Regions from separate parts of the Mus musculus genome. Here region 2 is linked to region 1. Evidence: chromatin contacts called from public Hi-C data. All regions are on one chromosome and are shown on one strand. The core of a region is the stretch at or near the end of the contact, and the rest is flanking DNA. Distances in the headings are between cores, read along the strand shown.

The links. Hi-C and Micro-C count contacts between places; a contact is called where the count stands out from the background.
Region 2: a Hi-C map of Sertoli cells shows a contact between it and region 1, with 2.5 times the contacts expected there. The contact joins the enhancer-like site here to the promoter of Secisbp2l in region 1. A contact is called at or near these places in 8 of 39 promoter capture datasets (the 3T3-L1 cell line, 3T3-L1-derived adipocytes, the C10 cell line and 4 more), 1 of 15 datasets of contacts at CTCF or cohesin (the NIH/3T3 cell line), 49 of 484 Hi-C or Micro-C datasets (the AML12 cell line, B cells, the Ba/F3 cell line and 34 more), 8 of 115 datasets of contacts at active chromatin or transcription factors (CD8 T cells, the HPC-7 cell line, the SCID.adh cell line and 4 more) and 1 of 9 other capture datasets (adipose tissue).

What each region holds. Positions count from the first base shown.
Region 1 is chr2:125,779,016-125,786,167 of GRCm38.p6, reverse strand. Secisbp2l (SECIS binding protein 2-like) reads left to right here and starts at 3,298. Exons shown (of 18, transcript NM_177608.3): 1 at 3,298-3,569. The coding sequence starts at 3,546.
Region 2 is chr2:125,819,196-125,826,347 of GRCm38.p6, reverse strand. No RefSeq gene overlaps it. Among named protein-coding and RNA genes, the nearest start is that of Cops2, 36 kb to the left of the region's middle. Within about 2 kb of position 4,412, at least 18 of the 459 cell types and tissues checked have an H3K27ac peak or open chromatin away from gene starts, as enhancers often do. A contact at or near this core is called in Sertoli cells, cochlea, cortical glia and 1 more, where this site is marked.

The DNA of each region.
Region 1 (7,152 bases), core at 2,049-4,548:
ATATAAGCCTGGCTTTTTCTAATTGTAGATTTGTAGATGTACGCATTTTCCCCAGAGAAAAGGAATCCTGAACTCTGCCATTTGCTTTGATATAGATAAAAAATAAGATGGTTTAATGGATAGACAGAGGAGAAGCTAGATGGGCAGCCATTGGATAAGAGAGTAAAAATAATGTCCTAGAGTTTGATGAGAGGGATTCTTAAAAGATTGCCTGCCTGAGTCTCCAGGGCATCAAATTGGGAGTGGCAGTCCCCCAGAAGCATATGATTTTTGACTTCCTAATTACTTACTTGTAATATGCTGGGTGTTGGTATGGACTGGGAAGACACTTCAGCATATGAGGGAAATACTTGGTAGAAAAAGAAGTTTCAGTAATCATTGGAGACAATGATATTATTTTATACCTTCATAAAGACCAGGTTACAAGGCTGTATACAGGGTAGAACTAGATTTGACTACAACTTCATTTCTTTTGTTGTAAAATTTACATCTGATGGCATGAACACAACTTTTAAAAATATATTAATTTAAAAATTTTTTTCATACAATGCATTTTGATCATGTTTTACTCTCCCCCAATTCCTCCCAGGTTCTTCCCAATTCCCTACCCATTCAGCTTCATGTTCTCTCTCTTTCAAAAAAAAAAAAGAGAGAGATAAAGCAAACACACACACACACACACACACACACACACACACACACACAAGAATAAAAACTTTGGTTTATTTATTTATTTTTTTGAGACAAGGTTTCTCTTCGTATCTCTGGCTATCCTGGAACTCCCTCTGTAGACCAGATTGGGCTCGAACTCAGAGATCTGCCTGTGCCTACCCTTGCTTCCCTAGTGCTGGAATTAAAGGCATGTGCCGCCACTGCTAGGCTTGTTTTCTTAGTTTTAAAGAATAGATAGATGATCATGTAACTCTCCCTGCCATCCCCCTCACTCTCACCTTCACCCTTAATGGGTAACCTGGCATCTTATTTCAAGGAGAAAACAAAAGCTATTCAACCGCTTCAGCACTGGAGCCTAAACTTAGAGTATACATGACTCTAGCCATATTGCATCTTTCCTTCTGTCATGTGGGCTGTCTCTAGGAAGCCAGTTTCTTCCAGTGACTTTTTATCTTGCACTTCCAAATTCTTCAGAGAGCTTGTTCCTATGTATGTGTGTGACTCTGTCTGTCTGTCTGTCTGTGTCTCTCTGTATGTATGTGTATGGTGTTTTGGTGCCTGCTAAGGGTTGAACCTAGATTCTTATGCATGCTAGGTGTGCAGTCTACTCCTGAGCTCTCTCCCTAGCAACCTGTCCCCCTTTTATTCTTGTTTTGGAACTAAGAGGTAAATCTCAGGCTAGCCTTTGCCTCTAGCCCAGGCAGCTCTTGTCTTCTTCCTCCCACTGACCTCGTCTCCGTTACTTGATCTCCATTACAGATCGTTCCTTGCTTGATCTGTTTGGAACTTGTTCTCTCACGTCTACCTTCTCCAGCTTCAATCCCCATTCCTACTGAACCTACATTACATCTCCTTTGGAATTACTTGCTGTGTGTGTCTTGCCCACAGGACAGATGTGGCCTTTGCCCTTACTATGTCTCATTAACTGCTGAACTTCCTTCCAGTGATTAGCCTTGTACTTAGCACTGTGAATATATTAACATGTGTTGCTAAATGAAAGAAGTCATTTGTATCACATGTAAAATAGTTCTTTAAATTTCTTTGTTTTATCCATAGATTTATTATTCTCTTCTTTTTTTTATTATTTTCTTCTAATAGCCAACAGCATTCTCCCTTTTAGGATTACATTACATTAATATGGCACTGTGACACTTCTTGTTTCTACAGTTCTTACACTTTACCTAAATATTGGACTTAGAATATTCTCATCAAGAACAATTTCAGTCGCAAAAAATCATACAATATGGAACGATATTTAGAGACTCTGTATTTACATTTCCTCTTACAGATCCTTCAAAGAAGGGGAAAACCTCAAATACCGTACTGCATTAATGACTTTTTAACTCAGGCTGGGTGTCTTGCAGCTAAAGACCACCGGTAGGGGCACAGCTCATCTCATCTTGCTGTCAGAAAGGAGGGTGAGCCGCTGTGGCTTATGTAACTGCCCTGTATAAATAGCTTTGCTTTGTGGATCAGCCTTAAATTTCTTCTGCAGCCATTGAATCCTGAGCAAGGGTTTGTAATAGACTCTAAGGAATCTGACATTACACAGCTCACACATTTTCAACACAAATGCATGTGCAACTGAAATAAAAGTGTGCATACAGTGGAAAAACAAAACCAAATGCACGAAACTCTCATGTACAGGCATAAGTGTTTCTCCATCATGTGGTTTGCAGACCAGCCTTCATATGTCCTGTAGACAAAATGCATTCATTTAAGCTGGCAGAAATACAGCTTCCACACTAACATAGCCAGGATCTTTACAGACCACTCTCTCCTTACAGACTTGGATTAACTGAAAAGGCTTTATGAACATCTCCCAAAGCGTGATGACGAAGCAGATTTCTTAGATATCCTTTTCCCTTTTCCAGACATAGATCCCCTGGCCAGTGACCCTAACAGCAGCCAACTCTACTCTCTTTCTTCACTGAAGTATATATAATTCAGCTGACCGACGTTATCAAGCCAGAACTCTTGTGGAGAGCTTGTGTGTGTTGGAGGCTGTCTAACTCCCCAGAGGGAATCTACCAGTAGGGTTTAGTTTCAAGGCAAACTCTAGTCTTTAAGGAGCTGATGACCTGGAGATTAAAAGGAACAATTCTTAACCATATGGGGAAAGCAGAGGAGAAGATAATCTCTTCTTGGGTAGTTATGCAGGTTTTGGGTAAAAATAGGGTTCGAAATGGGCAAAATCAGCCTGGAGTTGAGGCTAGATGTGAGTCTGGAACCGGGACAATAACATTAATTAATCATTATTTGTGGAGATTTTTTAACAGGGCTTCTTACCTATGGCTGCTACTCTGTGTATGCAATTTATTTGTGCAATTTTCAAAGGGCAAGATTGTTCGTTCTTTTCATTCTTTTAGAGTACTGACAGGATCACAGGACTAGTGAGCAGCTACAAGCTCTTCCAATATCCTGAGTAGGTTTTGCCTTCTGAGCAGTCTCTGAGGTCCCGGCAAAGTGAACACATGCGTCCTGAGTTCCAGGCAGCCCAACCTGCCTAGGTGGGAGTGGGAGGAGTAACCCAACCAGGCAGTGCCCCTGGCCTTGGCTGCCCGCTAGCCACCCCCCTCCCCCCGCCCCCGTCGCTCCTCGGCCATCCCCGCCCCTGCGTATCTCCATTTCCTACTGCGCCTCCGCCCTTTCGGTCCCGCTCGGCTTCCGTCCCAGATGATCCCTCCCCGGGGCGGCCGCCGCCTCCCCCGCCTTGAGCTGGAGCCGCCTCCCCAGCCAGTGGCGTAGCCGAGTCGGCGTCCGGCCGGCTGTGCGGAGTGGACCGAGCCCGGCGGGACCGAGCGGGGGGCCATGGAGAAAGCGGCCCGCGGCGCTGCGCACACCGACTAGAGCCGGCGCCTGTCGCCGGCGCCATGGACCGAGCGCCGGCCGAGCAGGTACGCAAGCGCCCGGGCTGCTCTCGGGCCTCCGGGCCGGCAGGCCGCCGAAGCTGAAAGGCCGGGGGAGGTGGACCGGCGGAGCTCAGCGGCGACAGCGTTGCCCTTGCAGCAGTCTGGAGTGTATTTCTTTTATGAAGAGACTACCGTGGTTTACCCTTGTTTTCCTGTCTAGTTACTTTGCAAATAATTATTCTTTTAAAATGGAGCAAGAGTTCAAGTTGAGTCCATATTCGTATTCGCACAGTAGTTCCATTAGTGGTCTGTTAGTGTTTTGATTGCATCGAATTCTTTCTGGAAGAGTTGGGAGGAAGGGCTAATGGCAGGGTGAAAAATAACTTAGAAGAATAGTGTCATGCTTCCTCCTCCTCCCCAGTATTTTACAGCTTCCCTGGAAACGACTTAATTTGACTGAGTGTGATTTTTGTTCGCTGTCAATTTCCCTCTACCAGGACCTTGGTCAGTTAGTCACATAGTTGAAAGGAGAACACTGGTGACTTGCCTGTTAGTTTTGCGAATAGTTAATTAACTCGAGTAAATGAGATACCATCTCCCAAGTTTCTGTTTATACATAGTTAACGACAGTTTTGGTTTTGAATCGCACACTTTTCAAGCCAAAACACAGCTTTCTAATTTTGAACACTTCGCCGTTTCTGTTGTTGATTCTTGTCGTATTGTCCATTCTATCCTAGACCTCTTATGAAAGATTTCTCCTCTCTCAGCACTTTCCACAGGACCTTACCACACAGATTTAAAAAGGAAAGCAAATCTTCCAGAGATTAGAAGTTTATTTTTATTAAAGAACACCAATTACCAAGAGAAAATTGATGTGGGACCACTTGGAAAATACACACTTCACTGTGGCCCGGAGTATTATGTTACAGTATGTAGTGAATTTATTAAAACATTGTTTTTGAGAGTAATTCTGAAAAAGGAACCTGAGATTTCCAGCCTTGACGAAGGAAAAGGAAATTTCCTTGCGCGTGTGTCTCTAATGAAAGGGTGGGATGTTTTTGTCCGTCCTGGGCACTCTGGAAGCACTAATGCATATGTATACTCACTTATGTCTCCTTTCATCTTAGAGGAAATGTAATTACCTGGTTAGATGGTAACATTTAGCATGGCACTCCTCATGTGATTACCCTAAGAGCAAGTGTAGCAGATTATCTAGAGAGTATCCTCTTCTGTCATTCCACAAACTCCACCATGTACTTAAATTCTTGGAAATCTGAGAGCTAGGGAAAAAAAGCCATGCAGAAGGATTTGATAACGAAGGGTTTTTGTTTGTTTGTTTGTTTGTTTAAACCTCCAGTACCTCTTGCCTCAGCTTGGCCTACAGTCAGTACAAAACAGCCTTAGTTAGGTAAAGGCCCTCAAGAACTATTTGTGATATGTGCCAAATTCCCATCCCCTCCCTAGTGTTTTGGTTTTTCCTTTTAAACCATTGTTGGCTTATGTTCAGAATTTCTGAAAATGCCTACAGCATTAGCTGTTGTCGTGCTTAGCAGTTTGCATAAGTCAGTTTTTTATAATTGTACTCAACACAGACTTGTTGTGTTTCAAGTTAGCCTAAGTAATAAATCCTTGGAGGACTGCACAAGAGTAACTTTAAATGTTTGTGTCTGAAGGCCTTCGTGCCATAGGTTTTATAAACCACTCTTTACATAAGCTCTTTATAAAAAGATAAACCTTACATATGTTTATAAGGAGCAGTTCATTGGCAATAGAGTGCTAGATGGATAATCCTAACTACTAACGACTGAAACCATCTTACAGCTGGAATAGCCTCTTGAGTATTCTCTTTTACAAAGACTATTAAGTCAAAACAAGTTCTGTCAGAGTTAGCTGTTGTAAAAACAGTTATTACTTGGTATGATATTTGTGTGTGTGTGTGGTGTGTGTGGTAGGTGTGGGGAGGTTAATGTGCATGGTGTGAATATAGAGGTCAGAGGTCGAGGTTGGGCGGATCGCCTCCTCCGCTGCTCTCTGCCTTACTTTTTGAGGCACGGTGTCTCACTGAACCCAGGACTCACTGAGCAGCTAGGCTGGGTGGCCAGCAGATCTCAGAGATCTTCCCCTCGATGCCTGGAAGAGCTGGGATTCCAGGTCCTACTTGTGATCTCGCTTTTTGCCTGGGTGCTAAGGATTCAATTGCAGTCTTTATTCTCACACAACAGGTGCTCTACGAGTGCTTCTCCATGGCCTCCCTTTTCTCAGTGATGATGGTGAAGATGGTGATGATAAAGCTTGTGTAAAGGGATGTGAGGAATGAGTTATGGATTCATTTGTTTAGAGCGATTCAGGGTCTCTGTTTAGGAAATCAGGTGTGCTTTGGAATTTTTAAATAATGTGCATAGACGTGACACTGAGGGAGTTTCACAGGCTGCTGTATAGTGCTTCAGTGCTCTAACTTAACTCTAGTCTTAACTTTAGTGCATTCAGGTCAGACTTCTAGAAGGACCCACAAAATCACTGATTATTCTCTTCTTTCATTCGTAGAAAAACAAACACAGTGAATTCCTGGGGCTTTGTGCAGTTTTGTCACAAATAAGGATGTAAGATTGGCTGGTGAAATGGCTTGCTTGGTAAAAGTACCTGCTACCAAGTCTGATGACCTGGAACCCACGGAGAAAGGAAGGAACCAGTGTCTGAAAGCCACCTCACTGTAGTCCATGCATGCATCACATACACACATGAACATACAATAAAATGACAAAAATAGAAAATTGTTTGAACCCCTTGTAGCAGCACAGTCAGTTTTTCACATCTGTAGGTCCCACATCCCTGAAACACCCAGCTGGATCACAAAACAGTTGAAGAAAAAAGTTGAGTCTGTACTAAACGTGTGCAGGCTATGTTCCCCCAACAACACAGTGTAAGAGGTACTTACATAGCTCTTGAATTTGTTAGCTGTTGTAATTAGTGGAGAGTTAGGTAAACAGTACAGTGGAGAGCGTGATGGCCTCTGTGTAAATCTCACACTCACTCCAAGACCTGAGCATCTGTGGGCCATCAAGTCTGTAGTGAAGGCCCTGTTCCCATCTAGCACAGCTAGACAACTGTACTGTAAGTGTTACTATAAAACTTTTATTATCCAGTGACAATTGATGTTTTTATGGGAAGTTGACAAACATACTATGTTTTTAAAATAATGCTCTGAATCAGAGTGCATACATTTAGAGAAAAGATTTGGAAATTTAAGAAATTTTAAGCCTTTACATCTAAAACAAAATAAAAACCAATGACATTAGAAAAATATTAACTAAATATAAGAGGTCTAAGGCAAAAAATAGAATGGTAGGTTATTAGAAAAGCATAACTACACATCACATGTAACCCGTGGAGTATGACTGACATGCTCTGACCCAGATGTAGTCATGAGCACTCCTGTGTTGCTGTAACCCGTGGAGTATGACTTAGGTTGTGCTCTGACACAGATGTGTAGTTGTAAACACTCTCTGTGTTCCATAGTGTAAAAGGAAAATAAAATTACCCATCAAGGTAAGAGGTCGGGGGAGAAGCTTCATAGGAAACAAGCAAGAAAATAGGTGTAAAAGCAGAAACTAACAGGTTGGATACTATG
Region 2 (7,152 bases), core at 3,163-5,662, 39 kb before region 1:
GGAACCAATTATCCTTTTGCCCAGAGAGCATAGCTCTATGAAGAAAGGCTAATAATTTCTGAGAAAAGGAATTACCAAACAAATGAAAGTTGATTTCACGTGTGATTAATGAAGAGACTGGCTATGCAGGTATTGGTAATACTGGCTCAGGCAGAAGGTAAGTTCATCTAAGTTGAGCAGAACAGGCCAGATTATATGTGTTTTATTACTTAATAAAGTTTTGTTTTCAGAGTTTTTTCCCCAAATGTGATAGGAAGCATTTAGAAATGTAAAAGGATTCTAGTCATTATGGAAAATCATTCATGGAGCAAGACCTAGAGACCAGTAGAGATACATTACATGAGCTAAAATCTGAATTACATAGAATCAAGACATGGTCAGCAGGATTCACCGAATTGACATCCTGGGTAATGGAAGCAGGATTTACGTTAGGTTTCTCACTGTGACTAGTAGTAGACACTTTCCATAATTTCCCATTAAAAAGTGAAAATGAAAAGCCCATTTTGGCTCTAGTGTGTGTGTAATTAAGAACACTCAAGCCAGGCTTGGTGGTTGCACGCCTTTAATCCCAGCACTCAGGAGGCAGAGGCAGGTGGATTTCTGAGTTCGAGGCCAGCCTGGTCTACAAAGTGAGCTCCAGGACAGCCAGGGTTATACAGAGAAACCCTGTCTCGAAAAACCGAAAATAAATAAATAAATAAATTGTTGGGGGGCTGGAGAGATGGCTCAGTGGTTAAGAGCACTGACTGCTCTTCCTGAGGTCCTGAGTTAAATTCCCAGCAACCACATGGTGGCTCACAACCATCTGTAATAGAATCTGATGCCCTCTTCTGGTGTGTCTGAAAACAGCTACAGTGTACTCATATAAATATTATAAATACATATTTTTTTAAAAAAGAACACTCAAAATCAACCTTAATGGGGTTTTAAGGGTGTGAGTATTGTTAGCAACAGGCCAGTGTTGTTCAGATAAATGACAGAGAGCCTCTGCTCAATACCTCTTGGAAACTTTGCTTTAAAACAGGCTCTCTATGAAGCCCAGGCTGACCTCAAACTTGTAATACTCCTGTCCTCCAGAGTGCTGGGATTACAGGTGTGCATCAGATTTAGCTTCAATAAAATATTTTAAAGCCAGTGGTTGGTTTGGTTTTGCTTCTCTCTATATCATATAAGTATGTAACTTACATGAATACAAGTTTACATCAGGCATAGTGACTCATGACTACAGACGTAACATTCATGAAGCTGAGGCAGGAGGGTCACTCAGGCCAGTCTGTGATACAGTAAGTTCAAGATCACCCTGGGCTAGTGAGAGAGACCATCTCTAAAAACAACCAAAATTATATCATTTATAGTAAGTGCTAATTGCCCCACTAGCACAATAGATAGATAAAAGATAGCCATACACATACATACATACATACATACGGTGTTATGAACAAGTCATGAATTCTGCAGTTTTCTACCCAGTTAGTTTAAATATAAAATATTAACACCATAACATTCCTGGTTATTTTTAATAATCTCACATTGACAGTATAGCAATATATGACTTGTCCTAAAATTACTGCTTTTCTATCAGCAACTACTTGCATGCTATTTCCAAACCTCTGCTCTCCCCAAACAAGGAAGGTGAGAGGAACTGCCTATGTGTGTGCACCTAGGCAGGGACAGTCCTCACTCTGGGGTGCACATAGTGTTCTTCACAATCCTGTTTTCTTCTTTCCTGGTTTGAAGGAAGTCCTTTTATATTCTAGACATTAACTTCTCTTCAACTTGCAAAGTTTCTCTGAAGCATTATCATTCACACCCAACATTAAATGAAAACTTTCATTTTGATGTTAAACCGTTCCTGGTTTCCCCTAGCGTTGTTCTTTTTGTTCAGGATTGCTTTAGCTGTCTGGAATCTTTTGTGCTTCCATATGAATCTTAAGCTGTTTTTTTGTTTTGTTTTGTTTTTTCCTGTTTCTTCGACAAATAGTGTTGGAATGAACACAGTGGGCTCACTTCTTGTTGAATACAAATAAGCCCAGCTGAGTCATGAAAGAATGGAGGAGGATAGCTCTCCTGCAGCAGGCAATGAGAGCATCCTCTTCCCCAAACTAGGAGAGGGTGAGGAGGCATCAGAGACTCATACATATTCATATGGGAGGTACTTTGGGGTGGGGACATTCCAGCACATGCCCAGTTTTTTGTTTTGTTTTAATTTATATTTTGAATCAAGGTTTCTTTGTGTAACCCTGGCTACCTTGGAACTCACTCTGTAGACCAGGCTGGTCTCAAATGCAGAGATCCACCTGCCTCTGCCACCTGGTGTGCCACCGCTGCCCAGCCATAATTTAAACTAAAAGTAAAGCATATCTTGAAGGAACAGTTTGCCTCAGAAGGACTTGCCTTGCTTAGTCGCTAACAGCGCTGCAGTGTTGACGGGGACTGCACTGCAGCGGCAGATGGGTTTTGGTAGGAAGGCCATTTTCACAGTATTGATCCTAGCAATCCTTTTCAGTTTCCTCCTAGTGCCGGAGTCCCAAACTCATTTCTTTCTATTTTTCTTTTTCTTTTTCTTTTTTAAGATTTATTTATTATTATAAATAAGTACACTGTAGGTGTCTTCAAACGCACCAGAAGAGGGCATCAGATCTCATTATGATCTATGGTGGTTATGAGCTGGGATTTGAACTCAGGACCTTCGGAAGAGCAGTCAGTGTTCTTACCTGCTGAGCCATCTCACTAGGCCCCCAAACTCATTTCTTAAGTATTGGAATTTTTCACTGCAGAGATCTTCCTTCAGCCAGCCAGGGCAAGACCAGCTCAGGTTTACAACTAGTTAATAAAAATACCAAGCCTCTGTTCTATTATGCGGGAGCTAGAGCAGGCTAAAGAGGGTGTAGAATCGCCGTTATTTGGGAGCAAACAAAGCACAGCAACACTCCCCCTAACCCTGCCTCTGGAAAATTCTACTAGAATTTTCCACTAGATTAGAATTTACTACTAGAGTACTCCAAGCCAGCTAAGTCTCCTCCCTCTGCCTTCATCTTGACACCAAGGTGCTGGGATTACAGATTCCTGACACCTACTGCATCCAGAATTTTTTATTTATTTATTTACTTACTTACTTACTTATTTACTTATTTGTCAAATGATCTTTTATTGCAATATTTTTTCTCTTGTCATTTATCGGCCTGGTGTTCTACTACATCACTGCTAATGTCATCTATGGTGTCATGAGGGTGGCAGCCATCCGCATTGCAGCCCTCTGACTATGCAATACCCAATATCTCCTTAGTAGTTCTAGAAAGTTCTTTGAGTAAAGTCAGTTGCCACAATTGTCAAGCAGTGTTAGCAATCTTATCAAAGGTGATATTTCCACTGTGTTTAATGTTTTCCTGCCTCTTTTGCTTTCATGACTCTTTGATGGCTTCAGTGATCAGGGCAGAGGCAGAGGGGACCACCTCAGTCTGGCCTGGTGTTTTTCTGAATGACCAGGTTCTCTGTAATGCTCAGACTTTCCAATCACTGATTATTTTGGTGATACATCTTAAGTACATGACTTTGATGTCATCGGGGGTGAAATTGAGCAAAATAATAGAGATAGCAATGACAGATGGGCTCAGATTTGTGACAACTGAGAAAGGTTACAACAGAGCATCCAGGAAGCCAAAAGCAGCATTTAGCTTTTTCTGTGGGATCCTGGAGTCAAATTCAGAGAATCAGGCTTGCACAACCAGCACCTTTACTTGCTGATCCACCTCCTTGGCCTGTGCAGGTGATTCTGATGGGAACTCTTTTTCTTAACAAGGATAGCTGGCACAATATTGTATTCCTCTATGTGCACATTACTTTGTCAGACAACAAGTCTTGAAGTCTTCTCCCTAAATTATTATTCCTAGAATGTTCATTCACTCATGGATAGCCCAGGGTGGCCCCTAATTCACGGTCCCCTGCCTCGGGGTCCTAAATACAGGAGTGATAGAAACATACCACCACACCCAGTTTAGGTATAATTTTTTTCTGCTTGCATACGGGCCAGAAGATTATCTGCAAATAACATGATCATTACTTACTTACTTACTTACTTACTTACTTTTTTGTCAGATGACCTTTTATTGCAATATTTTTCTCTTGTTATTTATCTGCCTGGGTATTCTACTACATTGAACTTGGGAGTTCTTTGGGATATATAGTAAGAATCTTAGTTATTTAAGGTTTTTGTCAACAGCTTAGTGACCATCCTTTCAGAAACAACCAGTGCACATAAGGCATAGAATTGTTCAGTATCTGGCATCTGACTCAATGTTCTGCAATTTGCTTTGTGAAAAATGTACGTTTTACACGGTTACAAACAGGACTCCAAGCTGAGGTGCAGAGAGACATCTCACAGCATTAGACTGCTTTGTCCCTGCAGCAGCAAAAAGCCTCTTGAAAGTGACCTTTGTTTCAGTATGTGTGGCAGGAGCAGAAGCAGTTTACAATAAACAATATCTCACAATAATGGCTCATTCTTTGGGAAAAAATCCAGCAAATGTCTTAGGGAAATGTCACCATGCATCTGGTGGTCAGCAAACTTGGAGTAGGGTTCCTATCTACTTCTGCATTCCACACCCAGGCTCACAAAGAACTGGATTATGAGAAAGTTCATTTTTAAGCGAGATACTCCCACTATTTTCAGTATCTCTAAACGAGCTAGATTTCCAGAGAAAAAGCTCTATGGCAGAATCTCTGCTTGTTACTTTTACTGATTTGTGGTCCGAAAATAACCTCCGACATTCTAACGTTTTCATGCCTACTGTGTGCAATTGCCTATCAACACACTGTAAACATTTCTCATTTAGTTCACACAGTCACCACTGAGGCAAGCACCGCTCTTTTCTGTTTCCTCTCAGGTAATGAAAAAGAGGCACAAACATCCCTACACCTTAAGCTACACCTCACTGAGAGAACAAGCTGCACTTTCAACTGAGAGCATTTGTAATCCCAAAGGCTGCTAAGCTCTGTGCTGTCTACTTTCGGCTCTGGTAGACCTTGTCCCTTCTCTTCCCACATAATCGCTTCGCTCAGTTGGGACACTCTAATCAGCACATCTTCGGCCTTCGCTTAAACAGCATCTTGCCTTTTCCATCTCATCTGTCTTCTAGAAAATGCTATGGCCGTGCAGTTCAGACCAGCCTTCCAGAAGAGTCAGCCATCACTGTTCATCAAAGGGAAAAGTGGGGCATCCACATTAGCCTTGTTTTGAATCCAGGAGGAAGATGCCACACCCGTTCTGGGAACACATGCTTGGGCCCCAAACACAACTTTTACTGTGGGCTGTGTCCAGGTCACCTTTTAAGAGACACAGTTGCCAGCCACAGTTCTGTGATTTGCACGGGTCTACACTGCTTCTCTCTCTCTCTCTCTCTCTCTCTCTCTCTCTCTCTCTCTCTCTCTCTCTCTCTCTCTCTCTCTCTCTGTCTCTTGCCTCTGCCACCACGAGAAACAGTGTATATTTCACACATGTTTGTTCAAGCTGAGTACTTCTGAGGTATAAGCTCTCCGTAGAGGGTTTGTCTGTTTTCTTCATTTCTATATCCCGAGTAAATAGAACTGTGCCTGTGACCATGGTAAGTGCTCAGTAAAAGCAATTGAGTCCCAAGGTCTCTGCCTTCCTCACCCCAAACCATAGTCTGCCAAGACCTCTGCTGTTCTGCTTAGTTTTCTCCTGCCAGCCAAGCGATCAATTTCATGAGGGCAAAGGCAGCACAAGAGGTCTATTATCTGTGCAGGGCTCCTCCCAGAGTTCTGGGCAGGTAGTCAACTTCATTAGATGTTTGATGATTAGATGCTATCTGTAAGGAGCCAGTGTCTTTCAACCAGATAACTATGGAACCTCTCCAAAAGGGCCAGGTTACCAGGCAAGAGGTACACATCTTTCCTCGGTGCTCAAACTCTTGGTGACAGGAATTCCTACGACTAAGAAAAGCCCAATAGAGTCTCAAGGTGCTTCCATTTGGGGAACACGGGAGCTCTGTTAATGGAAACAGGACAGAATCAGGCAAAGGGCTAATGAGGCCATTGCTAAGGGACAAGGAATGTCAGGAAGTTGTGATTCCACCGAGAAGCATGACACACTCCTGGTTAACTCAAAGCTCTGTGACAGGGGACCCTACTGTTTAGCCCAGCTGGCCTTGAACTCACAAGGCTCCTGCCTCTGTCTCCTAAGTGCAGGGATTTATAGGTGTGCACCACCACACCTAGATGAAGTTTTTTTTTGTTTTTAAAGTGATGTATGTTATAGTATAAATGAATTTTAGAGAAATCAGACACACAAGGCCTCGTGTCGTATAATTCTGTTTAGTATGACGTATCCAAAATAAGCAAGTGTGTAGAGACAGGGAATACGAGTGGTTCCCCAGAAGCTAGGGAAAGAGGGAGGTTGGGAAGGATGTGAGTGACGACAGTGGTGTGGACACAGACAGCCATGATGGGTGTATAATTCTGAAATTGAACTGAATCATATACTCCAAAGCGGTATTTGATGTCATGTGACCTCAATTGAGAAAGACTTCCATTTTCTTGAAAATTACCAAGGATATTGATTTTAAGTATTCTAACCACAAAGAAGAGATATATGCCACCATTGCATACACTAGCAAGATTTTGCTGAAAGGACCCAGATATAGCTGTCTCTTTTGAGACTATGCTGGGGCCTAGCAAACACAGAAGTGGATGCTCACAGTCAGCTATTGAATGAATCACAGGGCCCCCAATGGAGGAGCTAGAGAAAGTACCCAAGGAGCTAAAGGGATCTGCAACCCTATAGGTGGAACAACAATACGAACTAACCAGTACCCCGGAGCTCTTGTCTCTAGCTGCATATGTATCAAAAGATGGCCTAGTCGGCCATCACTGGAAAGAGAGGCCCATTGGACTTGCAAACTTTATATGCCCCAGTACAGGGGAATGCCAGGGCCAAAAAGGGGGAGTGGGTGGGTAGGAGAGTGGGGGGGTGGGTATGGGGGACTTTCGGGATAGCATTGGAAATGTAAATGAGGAAAATACCTAATAAAAAATTTTTTAAAAAAAGAAAAGATATACGCATTAATTAGCATGGTTTAATATTCTACAAGGTATTTATATGTTAAAACATATTTACAGCTGGGCATGGTGGCGCAC